3 separate regions of the Mus musculus genome follow, and regions 1 and 2 are each linked to region 3. Evidence: chromatin contacts called from public Hi-C and HiChIP or PLAC-seq data. All regions are on one chromosome and are shown on one strand. The core of a region is the stretch at or near the end of the contact, and the rest is flanking DNA. Distances in the headings are between cores, read along the strand shown. Region 1 has its middle 58 kb from the start of Dgkh. Region 2 overlaps Dgkh (diacylglycerol kinase, eta). Region 3 holds the start of Dgkh (diacylglycerol kinase, eta).

Region 1 (3,396 bases), core at 635-3,134, 58 kb after region 3:
TTTGGCTTTTTTCTTGACCGATTAGCTGGCTGGTAATGGGCTGCTTCTTCCTCCCAGTCTGTTTCCTCAGAGGAGGATTCTTCATCTGCTTCAGAACTACTAAGAGCTGGCTTCCTGAGCTCATCTAGTGACGAGTATCTCCTAGAGACCTCCGCTAATCGATCTTTTTTCTTCTCCCTTTTTCCTCTTTTTCTTCTAATCTCTCTCCAGGTATTCCTACCTAACCTTAACTTTTCCTCGGGTTCAAGACCCTTGGAAAGGCCTGTATACTTACCGTTTCTCCTTGTTCCTACTCTCTCTCTCCGCTTTACTTCTGATAGACTGTCCTGAATTTCCTCTAGAATTTTTAGCCCTGCCTTAAGCACTATATAACATGTGAAAAGGAACAAAAGGGCTCCTAACACTAGAAAAAATTCAAGGCCAAACATTTTCCACTTTACTTCTGATAGACTGTCCTGAATTTCCTTAGAAAGTTCAAGATCAGACTTACCTCGTTCCCCAGCTGAAAAGTTCTGAATTCATACAGTTGAATCCTTCTTAACAGTCTGCTTTACGGGAACCTTTATCACCGTCGTTCCCCAGCTGATGAGTTCTGAATTCGGCAGTTGAATCCTTCTCAACAGTCTGCTTTACGGGAACCTTTATCACCGTCGTTCCCCAGCTGATGAGTTCTGAATTCGGCAGTTGAATCCTTCTCAACAGTCTGTGTTACGGGAACCTTATAACCTTGATTCGCAGTTCTGGTTCTGGAATGAAGTATCCCTCCTGCGCCAGTCCGGAGTTTTTTCTCGTCCCGGATTTTCTCGTCCCGGAATTCGGCACCAATTGTTATTCGACGCGTTCTCACGACCGGCCAGGAAGAACACCACAGACCAGAATCTTCTGCGGCAAAGCTTTATTCTTACATCTTCAGGAAAAGAGAGCAAGAAGCAAGAGAGAGAAAAAACGAAACCCCGTCCCTCTTAAGGAGCATTCTCCTTCGCCTCGGACGTGTCACTCCCTGATTGGCTGCAGCCCATCGGCCGAGTTGACGTCACGGGGAAGGCAGAGCACAAGTAGTCATAAGATACCCTTGGCACATGCGCAGATTATTTGTTTACCACTTAGAACACAGGATGTCAGCGCCATCTTGTAACGGCGAATGTGGGGGCGGCTCCCAACAATATGTAATACTACGTAAATACTGTGAATCGTTATTTTTATTATTATCATCATCATCATCATCATTATATGTTTTTAAGGAAAGAATAGTAAGTATAAAAGACTAGACATATTCAGTATAGAAGTAATCACTTTAAAATATGTTTTTACTAAGAGCTGGCTGAATTCACGATGTGGAAATTGGGTACATAGAAGATCAAACTTACACAATATAAAGTATACGTGCAGGCTTAGAGCAAATTGGGAAACAGATGCAGGGTACAAATGATAGAAGGTGGTGATGTCATATTTATCACTGATCAGAGCCTGTGTGCAACATGATACATTGGCTAGATTGTATTGCACCCTGGACAGAAAGGGAATTACCCAAGCCAGTCTTGGCTCAGTTACAAAGTGTTAGCTTTCCCTAGTCAGACTCTGACTCTGAACGTTCCTGCCTAGAGGGCTGGAAATCTGTTTCCTACAGGTAGAAGGATCCTAAAGTGAAGAGAGGAAGCATGAAGTAGAGCCATTTAGATTCAGCCTCTTTGTGTAAACTCATACATCTTCCTTTGTGGAGGACCCAAGGATCCTGGCTGCAGAGAAAGCAGGAGTTATCCTTAATGGATGTGTTTGCACAGGAAATGTAAGGTGGGAGAGCCCCCTTAGCAGCCCCAGCACTTGGTTTCCATGTCATCTACAGAAGAGGAAGCACAGCAGAGGCAAAAGAGAAGCAGAAAAAACAGAAGTAGAGCAGATGAGAGATTCAGGGGAAGACCCATGCCTGTCTTCTCCCGCTGTTTCCCCAGTGAGTGGAGTTCTGCCCATTTTGCTAAATGTTATGGAAATGGACACAACTGGAGCTCTGTTCAATCTATTTTTCCTCTGAGCTGTACCTTCATTAGAGCTGCAGTATTCTATAGTGCTTAGTCCTGGCTTGTGTTCTCCACAATGCAGTTCCCGAAGTACACACTTAAGTACAAGGGAGAGTGGCTCAGAGAGGTATGAGAGAGGAGAGTGAAGCAGGACAGGGATACAAGCACATTGCATCCTCTCTCAGGATGCTGAACTGCCTTGTGAAACCAGGGCTGTCCCTCCAGTCCCACCCCAGCCCCATGGGGGAAGCATTAGGCACAGTTCTCCTCCCTTAAGAATTCTGCCCTGTCCCCACAGGTGGTTTGTCTGCCAGAGTGCTTCTACTACACTCTGCCTCCAGGTCAACAAATGAGCCTGAGACTGCCTTGTTCCAAGGACAGATGCTACCAGATCATGTTTGCAGGAAACTGTAGCCTGCACACACAGAGTTGCCATGGAAGGAGCCGGACTATGAAGCAGGTGAGGCCTGGACAATCTGAATGGTGACCAAGAAATGCTGGCAGCAAACCCCTCACACTGTTGTAAGTAAACCAACGCTGCTGGCTCCTGATAAAGTTCAATGCATGTTTCTATTAAAACACACTACCCAATCCTTCATTATTCAGTTCTAAACAAACTTTCCCAAATAGTTCAAAATGAAGTTATTCTTGGAGTATTTCTGAAAATATTATGGTTGCAAAGTCCATCTTATCCAGGGTTTACAAAATAATAAAGCATCTACAAGCAGCTCATTATACTAAGGGATTAACAAAGAACCCCTCTCCTGAAACAAGTTGTTAGTCCTATAAAATATTCACTATGATAGCCATAAGCTGATATTTTAGAACCATCTGTCAACCCAATGAGAACTCAGAAGGAACCACCGTAAGAGGTTGGTCACCTAAGAGAGCTCCTCCGTCCAGCTCTCTTGAGCATCATTTTCTTTTGATTTCATACATGTTATTGATTTCCTAAAGTTGATTCCTTTTGGGTAAAGACACCTTCTCCTTTAGGGTCTGTACCAATTTTTAATCAACAACTGTGCTCTATTTATTTGAAATCCTTAGAATGGTTTCTCTTTAAAATTTAAAAGATATATATATGCAAATGAGCATTTTGCTTACACAAACGCCTGTGCACTGTCTGCATGCCTGGTGCTTAAGGAGGCCAGATTAGGGCATCACATCCAGTGGACCTGGAGTTACAAATGGTTGTGGCTGGAACTGGAGTTGCAAATCATTGTGAGGTGCTGGGAACTGAACCTGGGCCACCTGCAAAAGCCGGAAGTGCTCTTAACCTCTGAGCCATCTCTCCAGATTGTTCCTGTTTGCCTAAATGGACACTACCTAATATATGGGTACCACAAGGGTACGAATGTGCCCCCTTCTGCATGTATGCATG
Region 2 (3,731 bases), core at 813-3,312, 40 kb before region 3:
TTCTGTCTTAAAAGAAAGTGGAGGGCAACTGAGAAAGACTCTAGATAAGAACCTCTGGGCTCTACATGTGCACCCACACATTAGCAGACAAACACACACAGACACTACATGCATCCCTAAACACCCAAAACACACTTTTTTGTTAACGACAGCCTATATTTATGTAAATTACCCTTAGTGTCAATTTTTAATCGTGAACCTCTTAGGATGAATCAAGCTATTATGAATAACTTCCCTCCACCCATCCCAACCCCCACAAAAAGAATCTCATTGTTTTAAATATTTACACCTCAGCTAAAACCTCACAAGCACTTTTACACACAGCACTGAATAGCAGATGGGATCATTTCCTATGATGCAGGAGCTAAGAAAGAGCAGACTGTACTATTTATGTTTGCACAACAAGAGGATGAACAGCCAGCAAAGAACATCCAAGAGATACCTGTGAATAAACACAGCCCAGACAAATTGTCTCTTACATCCATTTTATGCCTCAAGTATCTGTCAACACATAAAGAACACATGTGTGCACACACCTTCATGCCACATACTGAATGTGCTCACATGGACACCGATAAATGGGAGCTCTTTTATTACTGAGAATCATATCTACATTGGGATTAAGGTTTATGAGCCATCTCCATCTGTAGCCATGACCCCACTTCAGTCTGTGTTGGTTGGATCCATTCACTTCCTCCTCCTGGGATGCTCAACACTCCTCCTGGCTCCCTCACACTTCTCGGCACTGGTTTTAAAGGTTGTTTTGGTTTGCCTGCTTATTGATTTTGAGTATTGTGTGAGCCTGTGAGCGTTTATGTATACACATTCCTGAAGGAGGAATTCACAGAGGAGAGCATTGGGTGCCCTGGAACTGAGTTACCTGCACTGTTTGCACTGCCCCAGGAATGCTGAGAACTGAACTTGGGTCCTCTGCAAGAACATTAAGTACTCTTAACCACTGAGACATCTTTGCAGCCCCTTCATGGGGGCTTAGGGGACGTAGTATCAGATCCACTTTTATTTGTCTTGAAAGGGTCTAAAGGAGGAAAAATAGCTGGCTATAGGGTATTTTTCTCTCTTTTAAGAGGGATGGAACTTGTTTTGTGTCGGTATTTCTCTTAAGCCTTTGGAGACTGTTCTAGCAATCCAGGCTCTTTGAAGAAGGTGTTCAAGAAGAAAAATCAAGGAAAGGAGAGCAGCAAATAAGAGGGTGTGGGCAGTGGGACAAGCTGGGGTTGCAGGGGCAGCCGGCTGGTAGGTGCTGGAAGATATGCAGAACCCCAGGTCAGAGCACAGAAAGGGCTAGGTGCCCTCCTGGTGATGCCAGGCTAGGTTAACTCCCATCCCCAGCAAGCACCCAGCAAGCAGTTCATCCTGCCTCCCTCCCTGGTTCCCTGGCTCCCCCACGGCCCTGTGAAGTGGCTCTGTGAATCTGGACCCCTGCATTACTGCACAACCCAGTGTGGTTTCTCCATCTGAGTATCACAGACGAATAAAACAGAAAGGAAGGGTGGCCCGCCTGCAGGGCACTAAAGGAAAGGTGTGGCCCTGTCCTCTCCCATCTTATTGCCACTTCCTGGTGTCACCACCTTCCTTCTGTCACAACAGGGCAGATCACTCTGGGCAGATCAACTCTGGATTTAATTTGCAAGTTCCTTCAGGCAAGATCTCATTCTCTCCTTAGTAGTTTGTTTTGTTTCTTTCATTTTGATATTTGCTTGTTTATTTTTGTTTTCTATTTTGCTCAACCGTTCCTAAGTGCTGACAACTGGCAGCATATTTACTGAATGTCATCATTAAAATAAACATCCTTTTTTGAATTCATTAATCTTTAAAATTCACATGATCTGAGCAGTTTTTGTTTGTACGGAGCCCTGAAGTACCACATATGTTCCTGAAACTACTACTGTTGCTGTAGCTGAGGTAGAAATTTCTAGAACTCATTTCCTAAAACTGAAATAGAACAAGGCTTTCAGCAGTAAGAGCCCCTGGCATAAACGATTTTAGCTCTCCATATTCCCAAAGCTCGAGAACTGGCTGACTATTCATGCCCACACTTTTGCTCACAAGATTCAGGAAGTCCTGTGCCGGGCCCTGGGGATGCTTTAAAGCAAATGAGGACAGTGTGGAGGCTTTAGTGCGAAAGCAAATGTAAACTGTAAGGATAAAGAGTCTGGGAATTTGGTGACACTCCCCTGAGAAGCCCATATCCACACTTGGGTATGTCTTAGTCTTTCTTTTAGCACCTCTTCAAGGTTTATGCTGAAATTTCCTTTTAATAAATTTATATATAGAGAGAGAGACGTAGAGAGAGAGATGTAGAGAGAGAGAATAGAGACTTGAATTGCTGTCCTTAATAATGGGCATCAAATATTGGCTGCCTTCTCTGAACGAAGTAGAGTGGTCCACCTAGATAAAAATGATTATTTGAAATTATTAAGAGCCATGTGTGGTGGCATACACTAGAGCTTCGGATTAAAGGCTATATAGTAAGACCCTAGCCCAAATTTACAAAATATCAATTGACGCTTTGGATGCTAACATTATTTTGCAGACATTAATTTTGCTCTAAGACAAGCAATGGGAGCCAATCATGTACAGTCTCAGACACAGGCAAGTTTAGTTTACTGTGAAGTTTAAAAAAGCCTCTGCTTCAGAAACACAGTAACTCTCTCTCAAGAGAAGAGAGCTGGTGGGGCTGGAGAGATGGCTCAGTGGTTAGAGTTTTTGTAGCGAACCTGGGATTAGTTCCTAGCACCCACAAGGCTCACAATAGTCTGTAACTCTGGTTCCAGGAGATCCAACACCATCTTCTGGCTTCCTCGGACGAACAAATAAAAAAACTAACTGGGGAAGAGCCTGCTCTAACTAACACTGCAGACCCGGCTTCTCCTTCACCCTGAAGTGCTTGCCCTCAGTAACTTGTAGAGAATGTCGCTCTCACGGGAAGATTTCTGGAGATCGCTCTCTGAAATGAAAACCGCTCTCTGTTTCATTATGCCAACCATGACCCTCACTTGACATATTTTATTTAAATACTGCCCATGTGTGGGTTTCTGAAATCACAGTGTAAATGCCGGAGATGTGGGGAAGGTGGGGGTCATGTCTCTGGAACTCCCAGAAGGCAGAGCCCCGTCCCCACAAGCACTCACCAGCCTTTAGGATAGGAAAGACAGCACTTTCTAAGAACAGAATCTGGCCAACCCAAAACCAGGCCTTTTAACACCTCCCCTAAACCCATCCATCTGACCCGAAGCCGTGAGTTGTTCTGTAGACCCAACCATATCAACAAGTCTGAAGTAGTGGGTACAGTAAGGATGGAAGAACCTGAAGTATAGCATGAGGCAGCACTTAATTTTTCTATTTGGGTAAAACAGACATTAAATTACCAAACACAATATGGAAAATTAGGCCAACCCAGCAATTCTCAACAATAAAAAAGAAAAAATCCAACAGACAATAGAGCAAACCTCAGAGAGAAAAAAAAATGGAACGGAGAATGAGGAGACTAGAAGACATGGCTCAGTGGACACCTGCCAACCAGCCTGAGATCCCTAGACCATACAAGGGGAAACAGAACGGAATTCTCCAAGCTGTCCTCTGACCTCCGCACAGGTGTCATGGCACAGGTCCACAGGATACATGTCACATGCACACACATACATGAACAGGTTTTCAAATGAAGAAAGAGAAAGAGGAATCAAAAATATTATAATCAGCCATGTTATTCA
Region 3 (3,462 bases), core at 879-3,378:
AGGTAACTCAACTTTCTTAAGTAGTTATATAAAGCGTTTGAAAAATCCTTAAATATTGTAGTCATTACACAAAGTTCTGAATAAAATCACTCATGAGAACTTTTTATGACACACACTTGAATAGATGTCAACCTTCAGCTATAAAGTAAGGTTCTTGGGGACAAAGCTTGTCTGAGAGTTAACAGCTTGCCCAACAATCTCAGAACACGATAGGTGTTGGATAAGAATATCTGCTGAACTAATAAAATGCCTTAGCCACTTACATACGCCAAGTTTTGAAGAGTTCAACATTTAGCCACTGCTCCTGCTCCATCTCGCTTCTCTGTGAAGGTTTTAGCTTTAAACGTTCATGTGGCGAGACTAGCACTGAAGATTTTCTAGGAGAATAAGAAAGCACTCTGTTTCTTAGCACTTTGGAGAAGAAAGCCGGAGGTTCTCTAATTTTCTAACTGCGGTGAAGTCCTAGCATTCAGCACCCAAAAAGCACTACACATGACTTGGAGCTTCCCGCTGTAAGTGGTGGAAGCTGATAGGATTTTATTTAGTAAAGTTCAAAACAGGTCGCTGGATTTCATTCCCAATGATCTTAAATGTCAAGACTGAATGAATTGTATTTTTAACCAAGAATAGCTTACTCCCTAATGATGATCGCAATAGAACACGAACAGATGGGCTACCTAACGTGCAAACTCACAAAAGCAAAAGCAGTTGCAGATGGATCAAAGTCGAAGGACACTCCTGAAAGGTCAGGAAGCAGGAGGCAGCGAATCGTACCCTGGCAAACCGGCTGGAAGTCTATGGGTAAGAAAAGGAGAAGCAAGCCTGGCACCTGACCTACAAGCTCTCAACAGGCAGAGGGCCCGCCTGAGCAGACTCAGGAAGTCCCTGGGAAAACATCATCAGAACAGCACCGCAGCAAGGATGAAGCCAGAAATTTTGGACCAGGCTTTTGAGACGGTTCACAACGTCAATCAAAAAGGACTAAGAAATACGTAGATAGGGTATGCAGAGCCAAAATTCATTGCCCACTCAAGATTACAAGGGTCTACGCAGGACGGGGATTCCTGGGAGGAATCCCTGAAGGGATGGATGGATAACAGACGGCTCAGTTTGAGGTGCAAGAAATAAGTTAAAGGAGTTTAGGGAATAAATCCAAAGACCTCGACTCTTCTCACACGCAACACTCTGAGCCCCTAAAGTGACTCAATCTACGCGTGGCGTGTGCTGTGAGATCCAGGCGAAAGCGAAGTTAGCCGGTGGCTGGATCCCGGTCCAGGTCCCCTGACCCTCGGAACTGTTCAGGGCAGCCGCGGCCACTCGAGTCGGAGGCGTGGCTCTGGGCTTCTGGCAGCCACCAGCCTCCACAGGCGGCGGTCCTTGGGAACCTGCGTGCCCAGGTGACTGCCAGGGCGCGGTCAAGAGGTGAGCCCCGTCTCCTCCCGGCGCCACCCGCTGACCGCGCAACCCCGTCGCCTCCACTCCCCGGGCCGCCGCGCCACACTCGGGAATGAAGTGCAAAGTTGGGAAAAGGATGAAGCGCGGAAACGGTCCTCTAAGGACCGTCGCCAGAGGCCGACCGGACAAAGGCGCTTCGGGCGGCGAGCAAGGAGGAGCCCGGGCGCCGGAGGAAGCGCTGCCCCGGCTGGGAAGCAGCTGGGGACCTCATCCCGGACCGCTTCCTGAACGGAACATGGGCCGGGAGGGGGAGGCAGGGAGCAAGGACAAGCGGGAGGGGTGGGCGCGGGCGCGGTACCCACCGGTTCCTCCCAGGCCGGGCTCTGGGCTCCAAGCACGGGGCGCACGTGCTGAGGCTCCATCGCGCCGGCCCGCGCCCGCTGGCCGCCGGGGCGCACGGACACCGGCCCCCGCTGCCGCTGCCGCTGCCGCCGCCGCTGCCGCCGCCGCTGCCTGCGCCTCCCTCGCTGGGATCGCTGTCGCTGCCGCCGCCGCTGCCTGCGCCTCCCTCGCTGGGATCGCTGTCGCTGCCGCCCTGGCTCCTGCCCGGGGCCAGCCACGGGCCCTCCCGCGTTCTCTGGCTTCCGCCGCGCTCGCCCGCCCCCGCGCCGGTCCCTTCCTCCGCCACCGCCTCCGCAGCCGCCTGAGTCCCGCTCCACGGCGCGGCGGCGAGCGCTCGGCTCCTCAAGCCGCCGCCGCCTCCCACGGCCGCAGAATCCGCCCCTCTCTCTCTCCTGTCTCCGCCTCCGACTCCCTCCCCTTTTCTCCCGCCGTCCGCCCCTCCCCCAGCGGCCCCTCCCGGCGGGCGGCCCGGGACGCACGTGACCCCCCTGCCAGGCCATATAAGGCGCGGAACCGAAAGCAGCCACCGGGTGGTCACGGGCACCGGGCAGTGGTGCGGCTAAAAGAGGCAACCGCGCCGCGGGGCCCGGATCGCCAGAAGAATCGGGGGATGTCGGGGATGAGTAGCTTGCGCCGGACGAGCGGAACCTGGCACCCTTTCCCCTTGGCATCCCTCGCCACGGGTGCCTGTAGCCCCCGACGGCCGCCTCGGGAGCTAAACCTGGAGCCAATTGCCCAGGACAGTACCTGGCTTCAACAGAGCGAGGCTGCGCTTCGCACCCCTGAGCCACTCCCAAGCACCTATTCCGGCAGCTGAGATGTCTGGCTGGGCTGTCTGGGGAGCCCTGCTTTTGTTCATTTTCTATGGCTGAAAGATTTCGTGGAAAGAAAACCAGCTAAGGAGCCGGTCTGTGGTCCGCTGTGAGCGCTCTGCTCAAATTAGGGACAGGGGCAGTTCCGAGAGAGAGCTCAAATGTCAACTGTCTCTCCTGCTGCTCTCCGGGAAAAAGAAAATGAAAATTGCAACAAGCAATTTTTTAAATCATCTTTCCTGAAATCATCTTTACTGGCAGTGAAGATGGTTTCCATCTAGTTGCAAACCGAGCAGTGACTGCATTTGCATGGGTCATTTCCTCTCTCGTGGACTTCAGACTCCTGCCAGCACCATCTTCTGGCCCTTAGTCTGGTAGACAGATGAATTCACACGTTTTGAAACCGAAAAATCAAAACACTACTTGATCCAGCATGCTCCCACGTCATACTAATTTCCGAGGCTAATATTCCGCTGAAGCTACACTCATAAAGGTCACCTAAGGATTGTGGAGAGAGCTAAGCCACTGGATGGTTTCCAGCCCTCACTTTCTATAACTTGACTGACTAAATTTGCATTCCTGAATCTCTCCTTTAAATGGGCCCTTGGACTGTTGGGTCTTCTTTGTTAGTGACTATGCTTTGTTCAGTGGCCTCCAACCTGCTGCCTAAATAGCCTGTCCTTCATTTACTTTGAATGAGGTTTAAGTGGGGTGAGTGAGCAGTCTGACCATGCTGCGTTTACCTCAGCCCTGGGATCACAGCTGAACACTGGGGCTCACTCAAAACCAGCCCTTCATTCCATCTAGGTGAGCATTCTACCTGCCGACTGAGCTATCCCAGACCGGAAGCGAA

Evidence for each region. A called contact is a pair of places that touch in the nucleus more often than the background predicts. HiChIP or PLAC-seq counts read pairs in DNA pulled down with a chosen protein or histone mark.
Region 1: an H3K4me3 HiChIP or PLAC-seq map of bone marrow-derived macrophages shows a contact between it and region 3, with 2.6 times the contacts expected there. The contact joins the enhancer-like site here to the promoter of Dgkh in region 3. A contact is called at or near these places in 1 of 15 datasets of contacts at CTCF or cohesin (pro-B cells), 3 of 484 Hi-C or Micro-C datasets (bone marrow-derived macrophages and nephron progenitors), 4 of 115 datasets of contacts at active chromatin or transcription factors (bone marrow-derived dendritic cells, bone marrow-derived macrophages and embryonic stem cells) and 2 of 9 other capture datasets (adipose tissue and liver).
Region 2: a contact with region 3 is called in a Hi-C map of bone marrow, with 2.2 times the contacts expected there. The contact joins the enhancer-like site here to the promoter of Dgkh in region 3. A contact is called at or near these places in 15 of 484 Hi-C or Micro-C datasets (CD4 T cells, CD8 T cells, Th1 cells and 11 more), 11 of 115 datasets of contacts at active chromatin or transcription factors (bone marrow-derived macrophages, craniofacial prominence, effector CD8 T cells and 5 more) and 3 of 9 other capture datasets (adipose tissue, liver and pancreatic islet).

What each region holds. Positions count from the first base shown.
Region 1 is chr14:78,788,712-78,792,107 of GRCm38.p6, forward strand. No RefSeq gene overlaps it. Among named protein-coding and RNA genes, the nearest start is that of Dgkh, 58 kb to the left of the region's middle. Within about 2 kb of position 1,885, at least 13 of the 459 cell types and tissues checked have an H3K27ac peak or open chromatin away from gene starts, as enhancers often do. A contact at or near this core is called in bone marrow-derived macrophages and pro-B cells, where this site is marked.
Region 2 is chr14:78,690,724-78,694,454 of GRCm38.p6, forward strand. All of the region lies in intron 2 of Dgkh (diacylglycerol kinase, eta), which reads right to left. Among named protein-coding and RNA genes, the nearest start is that of Dgkh, 40 kb to the right of the region's middle. Within about 2 kb of position 2,063, at least 34 of the 459 cell types and tissues checked have an H3K27ac peak or open chromatin away from gene starts, as enhancers often do. A contact at or near this core is called in CD8 T cells, Th1 cells, bone marrow and 4 more, where this site is marked.
Region 3 is chr14:78,730,601-78,734,062 of GRCm38.p6, forward strand. Dgkh (diacylglycerol kinase, eta) reads right to left here and starts at 2,129. Exons shown (of 30, transcript NM_001081336.2): 1 at 1,758-2,129. The coding sequence starts at 1,817.